Regions from separate parts of the Mus musculus genome. Here all the other regions are linked to region 3. The links are chromatin contacts, called in public HiCAR-type maps. All regions are on one chromosome and are shown on one strand. The core of a region is the stretch at or near the end of the contact, and the rest is flanking DNA. Distances in the headings are between cores, read along the strand shown.

Region 1 (2,880 bases), core at 86-2,585, 520 kb before region 3:
ATTAAAACGGATCTAAACATCACACATCACACAATGTAGTCGCGGATTAATGCACAGTATGGAAACTCGTTCCCACATGCTTTTATATGTTGGATAAAATAAAAGTGAGAAAATTTTAAAGGAAGAAGAAACTGAATATATGCCACCAGCACATCTGGACTAGCACATCTGGACTAGCACATCTGGATGGTTAATATGACCTTAGAGGCAACCACTGGGCAAACCTCACTAGACGTTCTACAGGGCGTACACTGGCTTTGTTTATCGTAGCAGAACATATCAGACGCTATGACCTTTGGCTTGAACTAGAAGTAAGTCTTTACTCCGCCATGTGCTCCCCTTCCCTACATTTTATCCAACAGAATAGAATTGCCTAGATTACATTCTTATCCTCATTGGTCTGTACCAGCAACATTTGAGAGTCACTATTGCCCTGGCAATGTTCCTGGTTTTGCTCCAAGATTCCTTCCGCCTGTCCATCTTCTGCAGTGCCACCAGAGAATAGTATTTCATTAACCTAAATCATACGATGTAATTTTTCCTGCTTAAAACTGTCACATCAAGACTTTGAGTTATTATTATTGTTATTGTTATTGTTATTATTATTATTATTATTATTATTATTATTATTATTACAAGGCTTGGCTCCTGCCTACCTTCCCTTTTCTCCTGGTGTCTCAAGACTGACCTCTACCTTAAAAGCTAGTATTCCTAACTGGCATTTCCAGGACAGAGGAAACTGTCACTTCCAACTTTCTCTACTTGCAGCTTGCTTTGTCATCTTTAGGTCACAGACAGTTCATCTGACTAGTTGTCTCCAGCTAGGCCAAAGTCTCCTCATAAGTTGCAAAAGTTTTCAAATATTGTCATAAATTCCCATGTATCCAGGACACCAGAGTCTGGCCTCTGCTCTAGAAACTGCTTTACCCACATGGCTCTGTTCCAGAGACACCACTATTTTCTCCGTTTGGACATTTAGAACAAGCCCCAATTCTAAGCCTCTGCCTTGTGTTCATGGAACACCTCAAGCTAAATTTATATTTTCATGACTTTGCTTCCTTTTCTGGACTCTGTCTCGTCTCCAAATTGTCAGTGGTTTCTGCTCTTCTCATTTGAGTGGCCACATGATTATGGGAACTTCCAAGGTAGGAGAAGAGCTAGTTATTAAGATGAGGCCTGTAGAGTTGGGAACAACTTATTAGTAGCTGGGTGTGGCCCACGCAAACCTGGCTCAGAATCACAGCTCTTCAGCTTGAATTCACCCTGGGGAAGAGGCTCAGCTAGCAGCTCTTTAAAGAGCACAGGCTTCAGTGCCAGCTGTTTTCCTTGTAAAACAGCTGACCAGTTTTGCTCGGTGCAATCAGAGACTTGGGTTCCTTCCCACGAGGGAAAACCGTTGACCCATTTCAGTTAGTACTGCAGAAAAATTTCCATGGGCCCAAGAGAGGTTCTTGGGAAATAAGATAGGTATCCATTCATTGTATAAAGTGACAGGCAAGGCTTGTCATTTTTCACCATTGTAAGAAGTCAGAGGCAATAAACACATGCAGGAAATTGTGGTGGTATCTCCCCCCCACAATTGCTTCTGGAACTGTTTGTTTCTTTACAAGCTTGTTATTCACTAAGCAATCAATTTTAACTCCTCCTTTGCCCTAGTTCCTGGAAACCCCTAATCTTGCCATCTTTATAGATCTGCCTATTTTGAAAATTTCAAATACATTAAACTATACAACCTCCAACTTTTTGTGTCTGCTTCATTCATGTGAGGTATGAGTTCCAGTTGATTTGTCTGTGGCATGCACCTCCTTCATGCATTCCTTCCTTTTAGTAGTTGAATAATATTCTACTGTGTGGGCAGGCCACATTTTTTTTTTATATCCATTCATCTGTTGATGTGCATTAGGGTCATTTCCACCTGCAGGTTATTACCCTGAAAGTTGCTGTTATGGCTGTTTGTGCCCTAGGTTTTATTTGAACATCTGTTTCCAATGATTTTTGGTGTGACTAGGAGTGGAATTGGAGGGTCATATGGTTCGGGAAAAAAAAAAAGATCCTTGTTTAACTTTAGTGAGGGAACCATGAAACTTTGTTTTTTCTCTAGTGGTTCAACAATTTTACATTCTAACGAGTTACGAGGAAGGATGGGTTTGGGCAAATCCTAAGAACACCATACAAAGTGTTTATATCAATAAGTGACTCATTAAAGACATTTACATGATAAGGAAGAACATCAACTCAGATTCTTAAAGTGAGATAAAGTTATCCCTCCTTCTTGGTTGAACAGACCATGATGGCTAATTATGAGTCAGTTCTGGAAAGTTCCGAGAGCAGCGTGTCAGGGCATCTACACAGAAGATTATTGGTGTAAGGTTTTTGAAATAGCCACACGTCAGCTGTTCAGAAATACAGATTCGCACTGTCTATGGCTGAGTTCTGCTTGGCTCCAGTGACACTGTTTCTGCTGAGCTTGAAAACCTCTTAAACCTGTCATTGAAAGGTAATATGTTCTTTTCTGGCTTGAATCACAACAGGGAATTCAAACTTGTAGTTCCTTTTGGAGCCTAAAGTCATTTAAAGTCAAATCACCTATGAGGATAAGCAGGGAGCTGTTTCAGGTCTGAACCCCCTCAGCCTTCCCGGAAGTCATGCCATTGGAATGCACAAGCTTGGTCGTTATTACCTCTGGGTGGCGTTCGCCTTTGCTGTATCTGTACGGACTATATTAGCTAGGTCTTCTGGGATGTTTAAGTTTTCCAATGATGTTGACAGCCTTATCCATGCCCTGGTGATATCAGATATGGATTCTTGGAGCTTCCCTTTCTCAGATCCTTGGCTTCTTCCTATCCTCAGACCACTTAACATTGGTTCAAGTTACAAGTT
Region 2 (2,841 bases), core at 299-2,798, 860 kb before region 3:
GGAGGTGGGGGATGGGGTTAGGGAACTGGATTAAGCAAAGGCAGACAGCAGGCAGCAGGTATTTTTGTAGGTGTTAGTTTTTAAGGAAAAGGGGGTAAGTCTGTGCCAGAGTGAGTTGGTAGATCCTGATTGGACAGGTTAGTTAGTGGAGCTAAATAACCTGAATTTTGGTTTCTGAACCTTGGTGTTTAGTTTCAGGAATGAGACAGTGGTCATATAAGGGAATAAGACCTTGTGGGCTAGCTTTAGGTAGCCAAACAGTTTAGCCAAGGGAGAGAGAAAGGAAAACGGACAAAATCTATTGGCCCTTTTGTCATTCGAGGACCTGTTAGTTCTTTTGTCAATACTGCTTAAGGGCTTAGGGGACAAGTCTTAGAAGTTGTGCGCAATACTTTGGCCCACATTCCATGTGCCACAACGCCACCCAATGCAGAGGAGTCTGGGAAACGCAATCTGTCTGTGTCCTACCCCCCTCCCCCATTAAAAGAGTAGGACTTGGTAAGTGAGATGCAATCTCTCACTCTGCCACTCCCTCTATTTGAAAAGACTATACGTGTAAACTATACGCGTTAGCGCTATCTCTACAGTTTCAATAGAACAAAGGGATACAATTGCTTGCCATTGTGCAAAAAGGACAATTTGATTAGTTGGGTACTTTCACCTCTGCTGTGCCTAGCAAATGCAGCACCTGTTGCAGACAGCACGAAGGTGGCAGAGAGCAAGCTCTGGTCCCGGGAGCCTGCTGCTTCGGGGATACCGGAATGGTGCTTCCGGAAACGAGCCTCACCTGTTTCCCAATGGGGGAAGAAAAGCCAGGCTTTGTTCCCAGGCAAATGAAAATCCAAATCACAAGACTCAAACTATGAGCGCAGAACAGTGCATTAAAATGTGGTGGCGGTGTGTGCTATTTGCCTGTATCTAAATATACATCTGCCTTCCCTCATGCCCTCTGGAAACACTGAAGGATGGAGGGTGATTAATGAGGAGAGAAGTCGTTCGCCTGTAGCTCTGCTTCTTCAGGCCTCTGTTGCTAAGCCTCTTGGTCTTTAAGGGATTCGGGATGTTAGCTGCAGGTCACGGTGGCCCATTTCTCCACATACTAATGTGGCAAGCCTCCAATGATGGGGACATGAATAAAAAGCTGCTTCTGGCCCAGAAGAAAAAAAAAATGGTCGGATCCAAATTTGAAGTTTCCAAAAAGGCTTTAACAATCCTTTAAATTAGATAGATGCGCTCCTCCACCTACTCGTTCTGAATTCTGGCCATATTTATTTCGAAAGAACCAAAAAAAAAAAAAAAAAGGCGCTATTTTTTTTCTCCCAACAGCCCAGTTTCAGAGTCTTCTGCCGTGATTACCTCAGTCGCTGAAGCGTCTGCTTACCTCACTTCAAGTTGGAAAAACCCACAGAAAGGAATGATTTTTTTTTTCTGGAGGGGAGTGGGGAGAAGCAGCAAAAAAAAATGAATGAAATCCGAGCCATACTCGGGATCCTCTCTGCCCACCCCGGCTTCTGAGGAGAGAAGGATGTTTTCCTGAGAAGCCAGCTCCAAGCCATAAACCTGGAACACATCGAGCTTTTTCTTCGTGCTAATTGGCACTTACCTCACCTAGGGGCCTCTGCCAAGGAGACTTGAGGGGTTTAATGGGGGGAAAGGAAGAAAGGAAAGAGCCCAGAGTCCTGGAACACAGTACCAACCACGTGGGATCTTTTGCTGGAGGGCTTTGCAACAAAGTGGCCTATGTGCCCGCCCTGCCCTCCAGTTTGTGGGGCTAACGCTCAGACCCAGACCGGGGCCTGAATGATAACTGCTTGGTGTAATTACGAAGACAGCTTGAAAACTATGCTCCTCTTTGTTCTGGCCTTCAGATGAGGCTGTCTGAACGCAGTTTGCGCCAGCTTTATTTCAAAGCGCTTTTTCTTTCCATATTTCAAAAGGTCAGTGTGTTTACTGGTGGCCAAAAAAGAAGCTGGTGTAAGAGAAAGAACCTCGTGTAGCTGAGTGGCAGGCAACCAGAAAGCGGAGGCAGGGGGCTGGCTCTGGTTCTGTATGTGCCTGGAGAGGAGACAAGAGAACCCTCAAGTCTTGACCTCTCCTTTATCACCGTTCAAAGACAAGGGGGTGAATGGGAACTGTAGTCTTTTGTGGGGATTAAAAGAGAAAACTAATTCTTAAAGTCTGGTTGTGGAAGGAGAAATGCAGGTATGCTTAGTAAAAACAATGTTATCAACTGCTAAGCCAGAAAAAAACGTCCACTTCAACTCCTGGAGGTGAGAATGCTTCCTTCTTTCAAGAAAGCAGGCTTGACAACCTGGCCACCCTTGGGAATTTTGAGACTGTTTTCTGTCAAGGTAAGTTAGTGCCAGGAAATAATAGCAAACCACAAACCCTTTCGCAGGTCTCTGGGTTGGCAGTCTGAGACTAACGCTGTTACTTAGAAAAATAAAGCTGATCAGACAGACCACCACCTGCCCATCCATAAAGCATTTATGCTTTCGTTGTGAATATTTGAAAACAGTGTCAGGCTCCAGCGACTTCGACTCAATGCCTACGTCAAGTATTCTTTGTGGCTCATTTTCTTTGAAAAGTCCCCTGGACTTGCTATAGAGTGAGCTCCTGACAGAAGGAGGGGAGCAAGCTGTAAACGTCGTAGAAAGAGGAGATGTCAAAACCAGGTGTATTAGGGTTCAAATCTTCACATCACCACTTACAAGCTGTGTGATTTTTGGCTAATGCACTTAGCCAATGTGTGGCTTAGTTTTCTTGTGTACAAATGTAGGTGTCTCACAGTCTGTTCCCAGGAGGGTTCATCAATAAGTATGTGTGAGATGTATAAAGCTG
Region 3 (3,098 bases), core at 402-2,901:
AAAACAGTGTTGTTCACAAAAATGAAATGCAACTTTAGAATCTCTGTGTTCACTGGAGCATTATATTCAGTATTTATGTCTCTAAGAGGAAATGCTTTTATAATCTGCATAATTCAATGCTATATATAAATAAGCCAGATATGATGGAAGTGTCATTAGAAACTTTGTCCTTTAGTTTCAAATGTGTATGTAACCAACACACATAGTTCTCTATATGACAAAGCTCTCCATGGTATGAAATAATAGTAAATTAAAATGTTCAAGGAAAAAAATAGAACTTTCATACACCAGATATGTTTGGTTCTTTTGTTTTGTATGTTTGTTTGTTTGTTTGTTTACAGACAGGGTTTCTCTGTGTAGCCCTGGCTGTCCTGGAACTCACTCTGTAGACCAGGCTGGCCTTGAACCCAGAAATCTGCCTGCCTCTGCCTCCCGAGTGCTGGGATTAAAGGTGTGTGCCACCACCACCCAGCTTGATATGTTAGGTTCTTAATGAATGTACAAAGCTTACATCTATAGCTGACATCCATGATTTGATTTTAGTTTGATGTAAATTTATGTCAGATTTGTAAAAAAAAAAAAAATGTATCTTAAGAGAAAATGTCTATACAACTTAGTTCTATTACAACCAAGATTTTGTTTCACAGTTGTTTTTCCCATGCTTTGTGGTCATTTATCTACTTTTAGCAACATTTTAAAAGGCAAAAATCTTTTGTTTCTTGTTAATTTTACCAGACTTTGAACATTACCCTTCCTCATGGGAAACAAAGAAAGAAACAAAAACATTAGTTTGCTACTTTTGCAAATCTTTGTGACTCCTTATTTCAGTCCTTTGAATAGGAGACCAAGATCCTTCTCCCAGGAATTTTCCCTCTTCAAGTCACTAGGCCAGTCTTCATTGCCAATTGAACTGGCATAGAAACAGTTCTGGAAGTGTCTCTGAGGGTGATTCCAGAAGGCTTAATCTACTCTGAATAAGGGCAGCACCTTCAGTGGGATGAGGTCCTAAACTAAATTAAAAATAAATAAATAAATAAAAAGGAATAAGAAGAGGAGGAAGAGGAAAAAGAGGGGGAGGAAAAAGAGGAGAAGAGAAGGAAGAAGGAGGATAGCAAGCTGAGTTGGTTTAAGGATTTTTACCTTTATATGACAAAGCTCTCTATGTTATGAAATAAATTAAATAAAAATGTAGGTGACAAAAAATCATAGATCTTCCATACACCAGATATGTTAGGTTCTTAAGGAGATATAAACCTTACATCTGTAAATGACATGCATAATTTGTTTGTGGCTTTAAGCAAATTTAATTTGTGCTCATTCATAAGGAAGATATATATATGTATATATATATATATATATATATATATATATATATATATATATATTCCTATTGACTATTATGAATAAACAATAATCCTCACTGATGTCTGATATCTAATAACAGATATCCAAACAGCAGGACTTTCCAACAGCAGACTTTTATTCAGGCCTAGCCAATTTATGCTGAACTTTAGTTGGTCTTCTGTTTATATATATGCCTCTGCATGACTGAGCATGAAGATGAGAGCCTCAGCTCTCCAGGGTAAACGTGTAGGCAGGGCCATTCTACTTTTGGCCAATCCCCTAAGACCTGAAGTGCCTTCCATTACTGTTGATTGAGCTCACTGTGACCCATTCGGGTTAAGGTTATTAGTCATCCCTGACTGCACCCAGCTTTCCCACAATGAGCTCTCCAATTTTCTTACTAATGTGAAACTTATTTACACAGATCCTTGTTCCACAGATGCCTCAGCTGAAGACCAGGCTGAAGTTAGCCCGAGAGCAGCCCTGGTTAGGACACAGGCCTCTGTGCCCAGTACTAAGAATTATTGAATATGGTACTGTAGGATGTTGGCTTCTAGCAGCTAACAGAGGCACAGCTGTTGAATGTGACATGAGAGTAATTTACGGCACAACACTTCCTGTTTGCTAATGCAAATATTTCCCCCCCTTTCCCCCCCATACACACAGTACTGAGTTTATTAGGGCAGCCACTGAACGCTGTCTGTTTACTCAGGTGAGCACTGAGCTCTGCTGATTTATTGGGATGGGCACTGAGAACTGGTTAGTTTATTCCAGTCAGCAATGGGACCAGTTGGTTTATTCAGGTGAACATGGGGCACCACCGGTTGGTTTATTTTGGCGAGCACTAAGCACTGTTTGGTTTTATGAGGTGGCCACTGACCTAGTATGATGATGTCTTCATAATATGAGGAGATTTAGGTATACAACTGCACACAGTAAAGGCCCTGTGAAAATATAGGATAATGTGGCCTCTTAAGGATGTCTAGAATCACAGAACTTATAGAATGAATCTCTGCCTCCCCCTACACACACACACACACACACACACACGGAATAACTTATAGGCTGCATTCCAACTAATCCATCAATGGCGAGCTGGATCAAAAGCCTGGGTCTTCCCACCTCAAAAGTCCAGACTAAAAGTTTATTCACCTATTTCAAACCCAGAAGAAACTCTCTGGCCGGCATGCCCTCCATTTCTGGATTATAGTTCATTCCAGATACAGTTAAGTTGACAACCAAGAGTAGCCACGATCTATAAGCCAAGGAATGAGGGCACAGAAGGACCCAGCCCTGCCAGCATCGTGATCTTCAAGTCCTGGTTTCTAGAACGGTGAGGAGACCAATCTCTGTGGTTTAAACTCTCTGACATGTGGTACTTTGCCATGGCAGTGCTGGTAATCCCCAGAAATTTGCTTCTGGAAAAGAGTGAATAAGTTCTGCTTGAAACTCAGAGGAGAGATGTCTTCATCAGAATATCAAATTCAGTGGGTGTGTATTACTTTTCTCGGCTTGCTAGTTTTCCTCCTCCTCCCCTCTTAGACTTATTTAAAAAAATAAATAAATAAAGATGAAGTGTAAGCCCCATCTCAGGTATGGTGCTACTGACATTAAGAGTGGATCTTTCCTCTTCAGTTAAATGCTTCTGGAATTTCCCTTGAAAATACCCCATGGACTTTCTAAATCTGATCCAGTTGATAATGAAGACCTGACATTCCGGGTGGAAGAGGAGGTGATGTCAGAAGATACAGATG

Evidence for each region. HiCAR-type assays count read pairs that join an accessible place to other places.
Region 1: a HiCAR-type map of fibro-adipogenic progenitors shows a contact between it and region 3, with 3 times the contacts expected there. The contact joins two enhancer-like sites. A contact is called at or near these places in 2 of 484 Hi-C or Micro-C datasets (both in uterus) and 1 of 115 datasets of contacts at active chromatin or transcription factors (fibro-adipogenic progenitors).
Region 2: a contact with region 3 is called in a HiCAR-type map of fibro-adipogenic progenitors, with 6 times the contacts expected there. The contact joins two enhancer-like sites. A contact is called at or near these places in 1 of 484 Hi-C or Micro-C datasets (bone marrow-derived macrophages) and 1 of 115 datasets of contacts at active chromatin or transcription factors (fibro-adipogenic progenitors).

The regions. Positions count from the first base shown.
Region 1 is chr10:96,821,181-96,824,060 of GRCm38.p6, forward strand. No RefSeq gene overlaps it. Among named protein-coding and RNA genes, the nearest start is that of Gm46240, 79 kb to the right of the region's middle. Within about 2 kb of position 1,336, at least 60 of the 459 cell types and tissues checked have an H3K27ac peak or open chromatin away from gene starts, as enhancers often do. A contact at or near this core is called in fibro-adipogenic progenitors and uterus, where this site is marked.
Region 2 is chr10:96,478,938-96,481,778 of GRCm38.p6, forward strand. No RefSeq gene overlaps it. Among named protein-coding and RNA genes, the nearest start is that of Gm33843, 120 kb to the right of the region's middle. Within about 2 kb of position 1,549, at least 86 of the 459 cell types and tissues checked have an H3K27ac peak or open chromatin away from gene starts, as enhancers often do. A contact at or near this core is called in fibro-adipogenic progenitors, where this site is marked.
Region 3 is chr10:97,336,515-97,339,612 of GRCm38.p6, forward strand. No RefSeq gene overlaps it. Among named protein-coding and RNA genes, the nearest start is that of Mir3966, 85 kb to the right of the region's middle. Within about 2 kb of position 1,652, at least 61 of the 459 cell types and tissues checked have an H3K27ac peak or open chromatin away from gene starts, as enhancers often do. A contact at or near this core is called in fibro-adipogenic progenitors and uterus, where this site is marked.